Linked DNA regions of Mus musculus: region 2 is linked to region 1. Evidence: chromatin contacts called from public promoter capture Hi-C data. All regions are on one chromosome and are shown on one strand. Each heading gives the region's core, a stretch centred on a gene start, on an enhancer-like site or on the middle of the called end of the contact. The rest is flanking DNA. Distances are from core to core; before and after follow the strand shown.

The links. Promoter capture Hi-C pulls out the DNA fragments that hold promoters and counts their contacts.
Region 2: a promoter capture Hi-C map of embryonic stem cells shows a contact between it and region 1, with 3 times the contacts expected there. The contact joins the promoter of Serpinb9 here to the enhancer-like site in region 1. A contact is called at or near these places in 3 of 39 promoter capture datasets (cranial neural crest, embryonic stem cells and second pharyngeal arch cranial neural crest).

Annotation. Positions count from the first base shown.
Region 1 is chr13:33,988,332-33,993,579 of GRCm38.p6, reverse strand. Nqo2 (N-ribosyldihydronicotinamide quinone reductase 2) reads right to left here. Exons shown (of 7, transcript NM_001163241.1): 7 at 5,115-5,248. It also overlaps a transcript of Serpinb6a not described here. Among named protein-coding and RNA genes, the nearest start is that of Ripk1, 11 kb to the left of the region's middle. Within about 2 kb of position 3,564, at least 1 of the 459 cell types and tissues checked has an H3K27ac peak or open chromatin away from gene starts, as enhancers often do. A contact at or near this core is called in embryonic stem cells, where this site is marked.
Region 2 is chr13:33,002,499-33,007,118 of GRCm38.p6, reverse strand. It overlaps Serpinb9 (serine (or cysteine) peptidase inhibitor, clade B, member 9), which reads right to left and starts at 2,578. Exons shown (of 7, transcript NM_009256.3): 1 at 2,424-2,578; 2 at 409-586. The coding sequence starts at 576. Gm36181 (a long non-coding RNA gene) reads left to right here and starts at 1,312. Exons shown (of 3, transcript XR_382177.2): 1 at 1,312-1,524; 2 at 4,168-4,264.

The sequences.
Region 1 (5,248 bases), core at 2,315-4,814:
ACTGCTGTAATTGGGGTTCCTGGAGACATTTCTGTTGGTACCTTACAAATGAAGGTATCCAGTATCTCTGAGATTACTTCCAGCTACCTCTGGAGATAGTGCCTGCCATAGCCTGCACCCCAGCCATCCTCAGACTGGCAGGCTTTGGCCTAAAGTTCTAGAGGGTGAACCACCTGCAAGATTGACAAGAGAGGAGGCGGACAGAGACACCTACAGAAGGACTGCTATGCCCCTGGTGCTAACAAAAAAGCTAACTGAATTCCAGTTTAGAGGGTGACTTTGGTTGTGGACATGGTCAGCTATCTCAGTGAAGTGGGAGATTATTTTGTGTTGAATAACTTAAAAGAAAAAAAATCACACTTCATTTTCTTTTCAATAGTCACATACTGAATTTTGATGGGTGTGCTAGTTTTGTTGTGAAATGTCCCCACAGGCTCAAATATCTGAATACTTGTTCCCCAGTTAGTGGTACTGTTTGGGGTGTAGGTGCAGGGGGAAGTACATCACTAGGGGTGGGCTACGAGGGTGTATAGTCTTGCCCCCACTTTTTGCTTGCTTTCTTCTGCATCCTGCATGTGTATGTGATCTGCCATCTCCTTCAGCCATGCTATGCCTTCCTTACCGTTATGGACTCATTTTCTCTCTTTGGAACCATAGCTAACATAAACTCTCTCTTTTTAAAGTTGCTTTTGGTCAGCATAGTATTTTATCACAGGAAAAAAATATAACAAATACAGCAGGTTTAAAGCTATTATTTTTTTAAAAAAAGGAGTTGCTAAGCAACCTAACTGAGACCACAGGACATGTGACAGGATTATATCTGATAAGGTAAAACTATAGGTCTCAGGGATGCTTCAGATCAGGGCGGCCTACCCAGGACTAGAGAGTAAATTTTTCATTTGACAATATGGGGACCAAATTAGTAGAAGGTTTAACTGGAATTTAAAATGAGGTCATTTAAAGGAAGATGAGAATGGAGGAAAAAGAAAATAGTAAAACCAGGTAAACTGAAAATGTAAAATACTATGGAAGGAAACATCCTAACATCTCTGCATCACAAAGAAAAGAAATGGACCAGAATATCAGCCGAGACAGCAAACTTAATTTCAAAATTAAATTCACCTGCCTGTGGTTTATGAATTTTATGTCAACACCAAAGTCACTATACTATCACTACAGACACGGGAGTAATGGAGTACAGTATAGTGTGGTGGAAGCTATGTGTCCTTCATAATGGGAATTCTTCTGCTCCACATTAATTTTATGGGGCCACATCTATATGTAGACTATTATAAAAGAAATGTTGCTATACCCAGCATATCTGTATTTCTATGATTTATTCTTTTCCATATTTACCCTTTCTTGTTTTTTGCCCCACCATTGCATATCATGTGCCTTCAGTTTATCTTATTTATTCCCTTCTGTCTTAGGGTTTTACTGCTGTGAATAGATACCATGACCAAGGCAACTCTTATAAGGACAACTTTTAATTGGGGCTGGCTTACAGGTTCAAAGGTTCAGTCCATTATCATCAAGGCAGGAGTTTGGCAGCATCTAGGAAGGCATGGTGCAGGGGGAACTGAGAGTTCTACATCTTCATCTGAAGACAAACAGGGTGAGACTGGCCTCCCATGCCAGCAGTGACACACCTACTACAAGGCCACACCTCCTAATAGTGCCACTCCCTGGGCCAAGCATATATAACCATACCCATCTCTCCTGCTTTCTTTTTTCCTTTCTTCCCTGCTTTTCTCCCCTTTTCACCCCTCTCTTTCTGCTTTTGCTATTTGTGACAGGGTCTCATGTAGCATAGGCTGGCCCTGAAATTACTATGTAGCTAAAGCTGACCTTGAATTCCTGGTCCTTTGCCTCCTAAATACTAGATTCACAAATACATGCCATCATATCTGTCAGTTTTCTTCCATTCTTACTTTCTTTTGGGCAATTGGATTAAAAAAAAATTCTATTTTCTCCTCTGCTAAGTTGGCCATTAGCTTCTATTTTAGATAACTCTAGTAACCTGAATATATACATGCCACTTGAAGTGGCTGTTTTTATTTTAGATTATGCCATTTTACACATTATTTCCTGAGTATTATCACTGCAATCCCTTGCCTCAGCTACCACACTGAATTGGACAATATTATAATAATTTCATACTAAATTATTTGTGTAGGGTTAATACATTCCCCACTGTCCTTGTTCCCCATGTCCTCTGCATTTCACTCTATCATTTCTTATATTATTGCCCTTCTGAAAGACATATACTCTTAAGAAATTTCTTTAGTAATGTATGTTCATTGAAAACTGTCTCATTTTAATCTGTTAAATGTCTGAATTTTTCTCTTAAGGTCTATATCTGGTTTTTCATTTTTGCAGTCATTTTCATGTTTCCTGTGTGTTGGATGGCTTCACTGTGCTATGTCTAATAGTTGTTTTTATTTGTGCTGCTTGATCCATGTGGTATTTATTAAACTTGACAACCAATTAATGTTTTCTATAACATTTATGTCTTCTTTCCTCAATTTGCCATGCCTCTAATTTTTGTAGTTTTCATTTCTCTTCTTACTTGGTCAGATGTTTGTGGGGGAAGGGTGGTGGTGGTGGTGAACTTGCTTCTGTGGAGGCCTAAGGTTAACTGTTGGGATGGCTTCCTCAGTCACTTACTTTTTGAGACATGCTCTGTCACTGAACTTGGCACATGACCTTTTGGTTGGAAGGGCTGGACAGCAAAGGCTGGGATCTGTTTGTCTCTACTCTCTAGCACTGGGGTTCCAAGCACATACCCAGTTTTTTGGGTGTTTGCTCAAGACCCAAACTCAGATTCCCATGCTGGCACAGTAAGCACTTTAACCACAAAGTCCTCCATCTATCTAGCATCTGTTCAGTTCTTTTTAGCTCATTAATTCTCTCACCTGTGTGCCTACTAGTTTACCTGGCCAGTGTTTAATTTCAACCTTTATGTATTTCAACTCTGAAAGATGTATTACTTTGAAGTTTGCTCACTTTTGAATGTGTGTAAACACTTTATATGTGTTTATTTATGTGATATGTCTCATATTGCCACTATGTGAAACTCATGAGTGACTTGTGTTTAGTCAAAGTCATGTTTTACTTCTTTTTGTGCTTGGTGATTTTGGAAGGTTTATAGGAAGCTCATCTTAGCACTAGAAAATGCCTGTAGTTAGGGAATGATGTTTCTCTTCAGAAGGAATTTATGATCTTTATTTCCTATACCAAAGATTGATCTCATTGATTCATTTGAGGCCACTTCTTTTAAAATTCTTCTGACATTGTAGATGTGGATGCCATAGGTTCAAGCCAAGATTTTATGGTATAGGTCAGGATTTTTTTCTCATTCAAAACTAAGACAGAGATAGCCTGTTTACTATTAAAGACAGAATTTTCTACCTTTTCACAAGGGTGGGCCTTTATAAATGGTCTCTTTTGTTTTTTGTTTGTATATGCAAATATTTTTCTTTTGTTAAGATAAGATCTCCCTAATGTAACCCAGGCTTGCTAGAACCTACTTTGGAAAGAGGCTTGATTGGAGTGAACACAGCAGTCCTCCTGTCTCTACAGCCAAGTGCTGGAATTATAGGGGTGTTACCAACTCCTTAACAAGGCCTGAGTATCTGCTCACATCGCACCTGTAATGTAGTTAGTTTGACTCCGTTTGTCCAGTTGCTGCTGTAAACACGAGGCCAGAGCAGCCCGAGGTGCCACACTTGCCTATCACTCTGCTGTAAGTGACTAGTTTTGCCGTTGAGATATGCTTTCCCACTTCCCTACTTTTTCATTTTAGTAATGCATTTAGATTAGTGTTCATAGTGGTTTATCTGATAGAAGTTTTGCTGCCATAGGAGAGCATTTGTAGAATAACTTGTCTACTAAAGTGTGGGGAAGGGGGGCTCAGTCTTAGCAAGGTTTAATCTCAGCTAGGTACCCATTATGGTGGTTTGAATAAGAATGGACCCCATATGCGTATATTTGAATGTTTAGGGAGTGACATAAGGAGGTCTGGCTTTGCTGGGGTAGATGTGGCCTTGTTGGAGGAAGTGTGTCACTGTGGGTGGGCTTTGGAGTTTCAAAAGCCTAGCCTAGTCCCAGTGGTTTTCTCTCTGCCAGTTGCTGGCAGATCCAGATGTAGAATTCTCAGTTACTTCTCAGCATTGTGTCTACTTGCATGTCACCATGTCACCGTGCATCCCACCATGACAATAATGGCCTAAACCTTTAAAATTGTAAGCAAGCCCCAGTTAAATGTTTTCTTTAAGAATTATGGTAAGGGGCCTGGAGAGGTGGCTCGGGGGTTAAAAAGCTCTTGCTGCACTGGAGGGTACCAGATGCCACGGAAGTGAGAGGCTCCCAGGACCCAAGGGGGATGACTTTTGCCAAAATTTGAAATGCACAGTGAAGGGAACCTGTAGAGACCACTTCTAGTAGATAGGCATAGCCCCAGTCAAGGCATGGGGCCACCCACTCATCTCAGAATTTTTAACCCAGAAATGTTTCTGTCCAAAGGAAAGACAGGGACAAAAAATAAAGCAAGACTAAAGGAAGGGCCATCTAGGGACCTCCCCACCTGGGCATCCATTCTGTCTGCAGACACCAAACCAGACACTGTTGCTGTTGCTAAAAGGTGCACGCTGACAGGAACCTGGTGTGGCTGTTCCCTGGGAGGTTCTGCCAGCATCTGACCAATGCAAATGTGGATGCTTAGAGCCAATCATCAGACTGAGCTCAGGGACCCTAGTGGGGGAGCTGACAGAAAGACTGGAGGAGCGGAGGGGGATTGCAACCCCATAGGAAGAACAGTGTTGGCTGGCTGGACCACCCAGTGCTCCCAGGGACTAGACCACCAACCAAGGAGTATACAGGGAGGGAATCCATGACTCCATATACATATGTAGCAGAGGATGGCCTTGTCTGACATCAATGGGAGGGGAGGCTCTTGGTCCTGTGGAGGTTTGATGCCTCAGCATAGGGGGATGCTGGGGTGGTGTGATGGGAGTGGGTGGGTGGTGGGGGAGCACCCTCACAGAGGCAAAGGGGAGGGGAGAGAGGGCTGATGGGGGTGTTGTGGAGGGGTAACCAGGAAGGGGATATCATTTGAGATATAAATGAGAGGAATGATTTAATAAAAATAAAATTTTAATAACAATAATAAAGAAGAGAGCACTGGCTGCAATTCCAGAGGACTTGGGTTCAATTCCCAGTACCCACCCGTCAGCTCACAACTGTCTGT
Region 2 (4,620 bases), core at 1,329-3,828, 990 kb after region 1:
TCAAATTGCAGTACTTGAGACTGTACCTAAGTTATAACCCTAAGACCTTCCCTCCATCTTTTTTTTTTAACGTCTTAATTTTTCTAGAACTAATTTGCCCAGGGTAGTCTCAGACTTGGTATCTTCATATCTCAGTCTCCTTAGTAGCTGTAATTAAAGGCCTGTAACACCAAGTATAGTATAAAATTATTCATGCACCACTGTTAATTAGATTCTAGACAATGTACTGAGAGTCACCCCAAGTTATGACTCAGGAAATCTCATTGCCCTTAAAGAAGTCTTATTGGAGGAGACTCTGTCCTTCCTCTTTAGCCCCTGCCCCATGAAACAGTGTGTGCACATTCCTTCTGTCCCTTCTCAGCAGTTCTTATGCATGTGACTCGGGTGTGACTATGACAGAGAACATACCTGAGATATCTGGACTGCCGTCTGTCCCTTTGCACCCAAGAGAACCATAGCTAGAGCAGAGGAGATGCTCGCAGGAGAATAACATACATTTTTGGAAGGGTTGCTTTGACATAGCATCTTCAAAAGATGGATGGCAAAGGTGCCATTTCCTTCAGACAGAGTATTCATGATGCAGAGTCTGGAGGGAAAGGAGATATAAAAATCAACGTAGAGCTGAAGGTTCATTGTTCTCAGGCAGGGAAATCTGGGACTCTGTTTCTGGTTGTCATTTCAAAGGTCATAGGTACCTTAAATTAGATTTCAAAAATTCATTCTAGATTACAGTCCTTCCAATTTTAAGGTTATTAGCTAAGTGTGGTCATTGCAGCAAACCAAACTAGCTTCTTCTCATCTGCACAGGGAGAACGCAAGATCATCAGGAGCACAAACACAAAACACAGCAGAGAGAGGTGGTATTCAGCCTTCTCCCATACAGACCAACGCCTCTCTTCTGAAGACAATAGAGTTTGAAGAAGGAAGAAGAGGAAACGAAGAAGAAAACAACCAGGAACATTGGGTCCTCTTGCCTGACTCAGCAACTCTGTATCCTGGACGCTGCCTGTGAAGACTCCTGTGTTACCCATGAAGAATTAGACAGTATCCTCCCCACTTTCGAGATGCTACAGAAAAGACACTGAGATGCTAAATGAGACCCAAAGACAAGCTAGCATTATTACTGTGTTGTGTATTGGGGAGCATTCCCCTGCAGTAGCTGCTCAGAGGACCTTGCATCAGCTGCAGGCACCCTGGCTGCTTTTCTACTGATTATGACTCATCTTCCAGATGGATGGACAGCTTGGCCCAGACTAAGTGACTGCTCCTGACACTTTAACCCAGTTCTGAGTCCCTGTGCATCCCATGGCTGTGCTCTCACTGTTCCAGGGTTCACCTTTGAACCCTCACATATGTTCAGAGTGCTTCCTACTGAGTTAACATGCAGATCACATAGCCTAGGGAGCATCAGAACACTCAAACCACACTTCTTCCCATTCCTCAGACAGAGGGACACAGCAACCTGAGAGTGTACTCGGATCCTCTGGCTCCTCCCCTTATGACTTCCAGGGCTCTGGAGGAAAGGTGGGGCTGCTTTATTTCAAAGACTTACTCTCTGGCTAGTCCTCTCATCTAACCCAGCTTGCCCCCTTCTCCTGCATTCCTGCCCTTATGTCACTTTAAAGTTGCTTCTGAGTCCTTGAAGTGCAGTTTATTTCACCTAGAACATTCCCTACCCCATCCCTGTCACTGAGTTCAAACTACTCCCCTTTCCCAACTTCATTGGAACAGGACAGCCTCAGGGCCTCTGCTCTCCTTCCCTAGTGCAGCTTCCCCACCCCAGGTCTGCTCTTAAGTGTCACCTTTCTCTTAAGTGTCACCTTTCTCTTACTGATTGCTGTCCTTTCTACTCCATATTCTGGAGCTCTCTGAAGGTAAGGGGGATGTCTGGCACTCTAATAGTAAGCATACTCAAATAAAGGGGTATTTGATTTCTCAGATAAAGTTATCAAAGATATGATCACTGTCAGCATGGAGTGAATTATTTTATAAATGAGAATGAGCAGTGCTCAAATTTGTACCAGAGACCCCAGATGTTTAAAGGGTCCGGAAGTAAGAGAGGGATTACTTTGCAAGATCCACAGGGAGAAGACAGAGGCTTTCAAATTGCCTAGGTGGTAAGGACTGATAGAAAGCATAAAAAGATACCAGTGGAGAGGCCGCCAATATCCTGCAGTCCCCAGGCCTGGCTCAGGAGGAGCCAACACAGCTTAGAAACCAGCCCTAAGATCTGCATCTCTGCCATTGGCCAGCTGGAGATCCTAAAGGAGTCACCATTTAAAAAGCTCATCAGACATTACCTCCCAGCTGTCTCTTTCCCTAACTAAGCAGTCTTGTTTTCCCTCCTGGACTCAGCCTATGCCTTGTAAACATGACCTCTGCGGGTCCCACAGCGCCACCCCGAGCCAGATGCCCGCACCTACCACAGTTGCGGCTTCTCAATCCAGCGTTTGCAGCCTTGATGCTCCCAGTAGGCTTTCAGAGCTGCCTGTACAAGGCAGGGACTTCTGGTTTTGTGCTCCTGCTCAGGGGCGGGGAGACAGGCTGCTTCTGGCTCTGGCGACCACAGCAGGAAGAGGATGAGTGGGGGTTGGGAAAAAACTGGGTCCTTAGAGAAAGTGAAAGTAGCAGGAGTTTTCGCTGTGCACCAAGGGAGAATGTCAGGGATTTTAATAAAACTCTGGGCCTGCGGGGTGGCAAGTGGTAGATGTGAAGGGTGCCCCGTGTCTAAATCCATTTCCACACACCCAGCCTCCTCTCCTGGCAAACACTAACCCATTTTCTGGCTTTTTTAACCAGTCATGAGCACTTTGTTTAAACAGAGTATGCAATCATGTGTGTGGTCTTTTGCTAAACAGATGTTTCTGAGGCTCAGCCTTAAGTGTTCAAGGTGGCAGTGACCGGGGCACAGGCGACAGGCTTGCCACACGATGTGAGCTGTGGGCATTGGAATATGTTTAAAAAAAAAAAAAAAAAAAAAAAACTCAACTCAAGTGAAACCACCATTCTTGACTTTGCCAGAGAAAGAAATTTCTGAAAGAGATCGTATGAGATGGAGTTGGATTTATTGAGAAGCAAACACAAATATATTTTTAAAAAGTAATACAGAAAGGGAAGAAAAGTAGGAAAAGAGAGAATGAGACACACCTAAGCATGCAGGGCTCTCAAGACGAGCATGGCTGCAGTGACTCAGCAGTAGCCTCATGTGTGGCTTTGGTGGCTCTCAGATGCTACATCTTACAAAGTTGCTGAGAAAACCTCATTCTCCTTTGTAGTTAATAGAGATTCAGTATTTCTTTGTTCAGTTATTTAAGGACAAGCTTTTAAAATGACAAAGAATGAAACTATACGAGGCCAAACGCATAAGTAGAACTTCAACATAGGAAGCCTTGGTGGGAAACAGGAAAGAACATTAGGAAGACTTCTCAGACACAGGAGAGGCTCACCCTGTCTATAGGATGAGTCACCCATTTTGCTAACCTTGAGAGTCCATTCAATTTTAAACCCTGTGGTATACTCAATCTAGAAAGCTTTCTTTCCCACGTGTTCTCCTTGTGGCTCATGGCTTTTCTCCAATCTCTTCTTCCCTGAAGCTTGCTGTGTTGCTTTTTGGCTTCTCCAAGGTGCTCATCCTCTCAGCTCCATTTTCCACAAGAATCTCCTCACACCACTCTCCTCTAACCCCTGACCCAGCAGGAAGTGACAGCAGCTGCAGGACCTTTAGCTCCTGGCTTTCTTGATCATCTTGCTTGAGGCAAGGTTTGGCTTCCTTACCTGCAACATCTGCTTCCTCACCCTCTGTCCTCCACCAGCAGGAGGAGATCCAACCTCCTGTCCCTTTAGGTTACCGTATTTTCTCTCCTTTGATCAACAGCCAGTCTGACCACCTCCTGTCTTAACTTTTGTTCTTGGGGTCACTTTCCCCCTGATCCCACGTCACTGAAGCAGCTGGCCCACTGCTATCTTCCTCTTTGTCCTTGTATCTTTTTTTTTTTTTAATTAGGTATTTTCCTCATTTACGCAGTATCTCCTTTCTGTTCTGCTTCTCCTTCCTCACCCCAGCTCCATCTCATTCAACAATGAACCAACTTATTTTTTTATTCTTGGCTAGAATGTTCTAGCCTTTTATCTACTCACTCACCCCCCAATTTGGTTTTCTGGATGTAGTCTATTACTACATGGACCTGCCCTTGAAAACAGCACCCACTCTACAGAGCACAGGTCCCACAGCAATACGCTTCTCCATGGACTTCGTCTCCCTTAAGTAAGTTATTGTGATCATTCTCAGTGCACTTCCTGCTTGATGGCATGGACTCTCATTCTTCTCTCACTTGGAGAATTTTATGGAGTCAAAATTTTCCATATTTTTGCTGCTTGGGGCTTCTATCCCAGAGAGCTACAACAGCAACCCCCTATGCCTAAGTTCCCTTCCTTGTGTTTCCTAAATAAATATGACTTTATGGGTACCTTGCATAGGAATTATAGTCAGGCACGATAAAGCATGGGTTAGAAGGCTGCCAAGGCATCTCTTGGACTATAAATAGGTTTTCTTCTAAGAGTCCTAGGAATTTGCATGCTCACATCTGGAAAAGGAGAATGACTCTGTATGCTTAGGCTGTA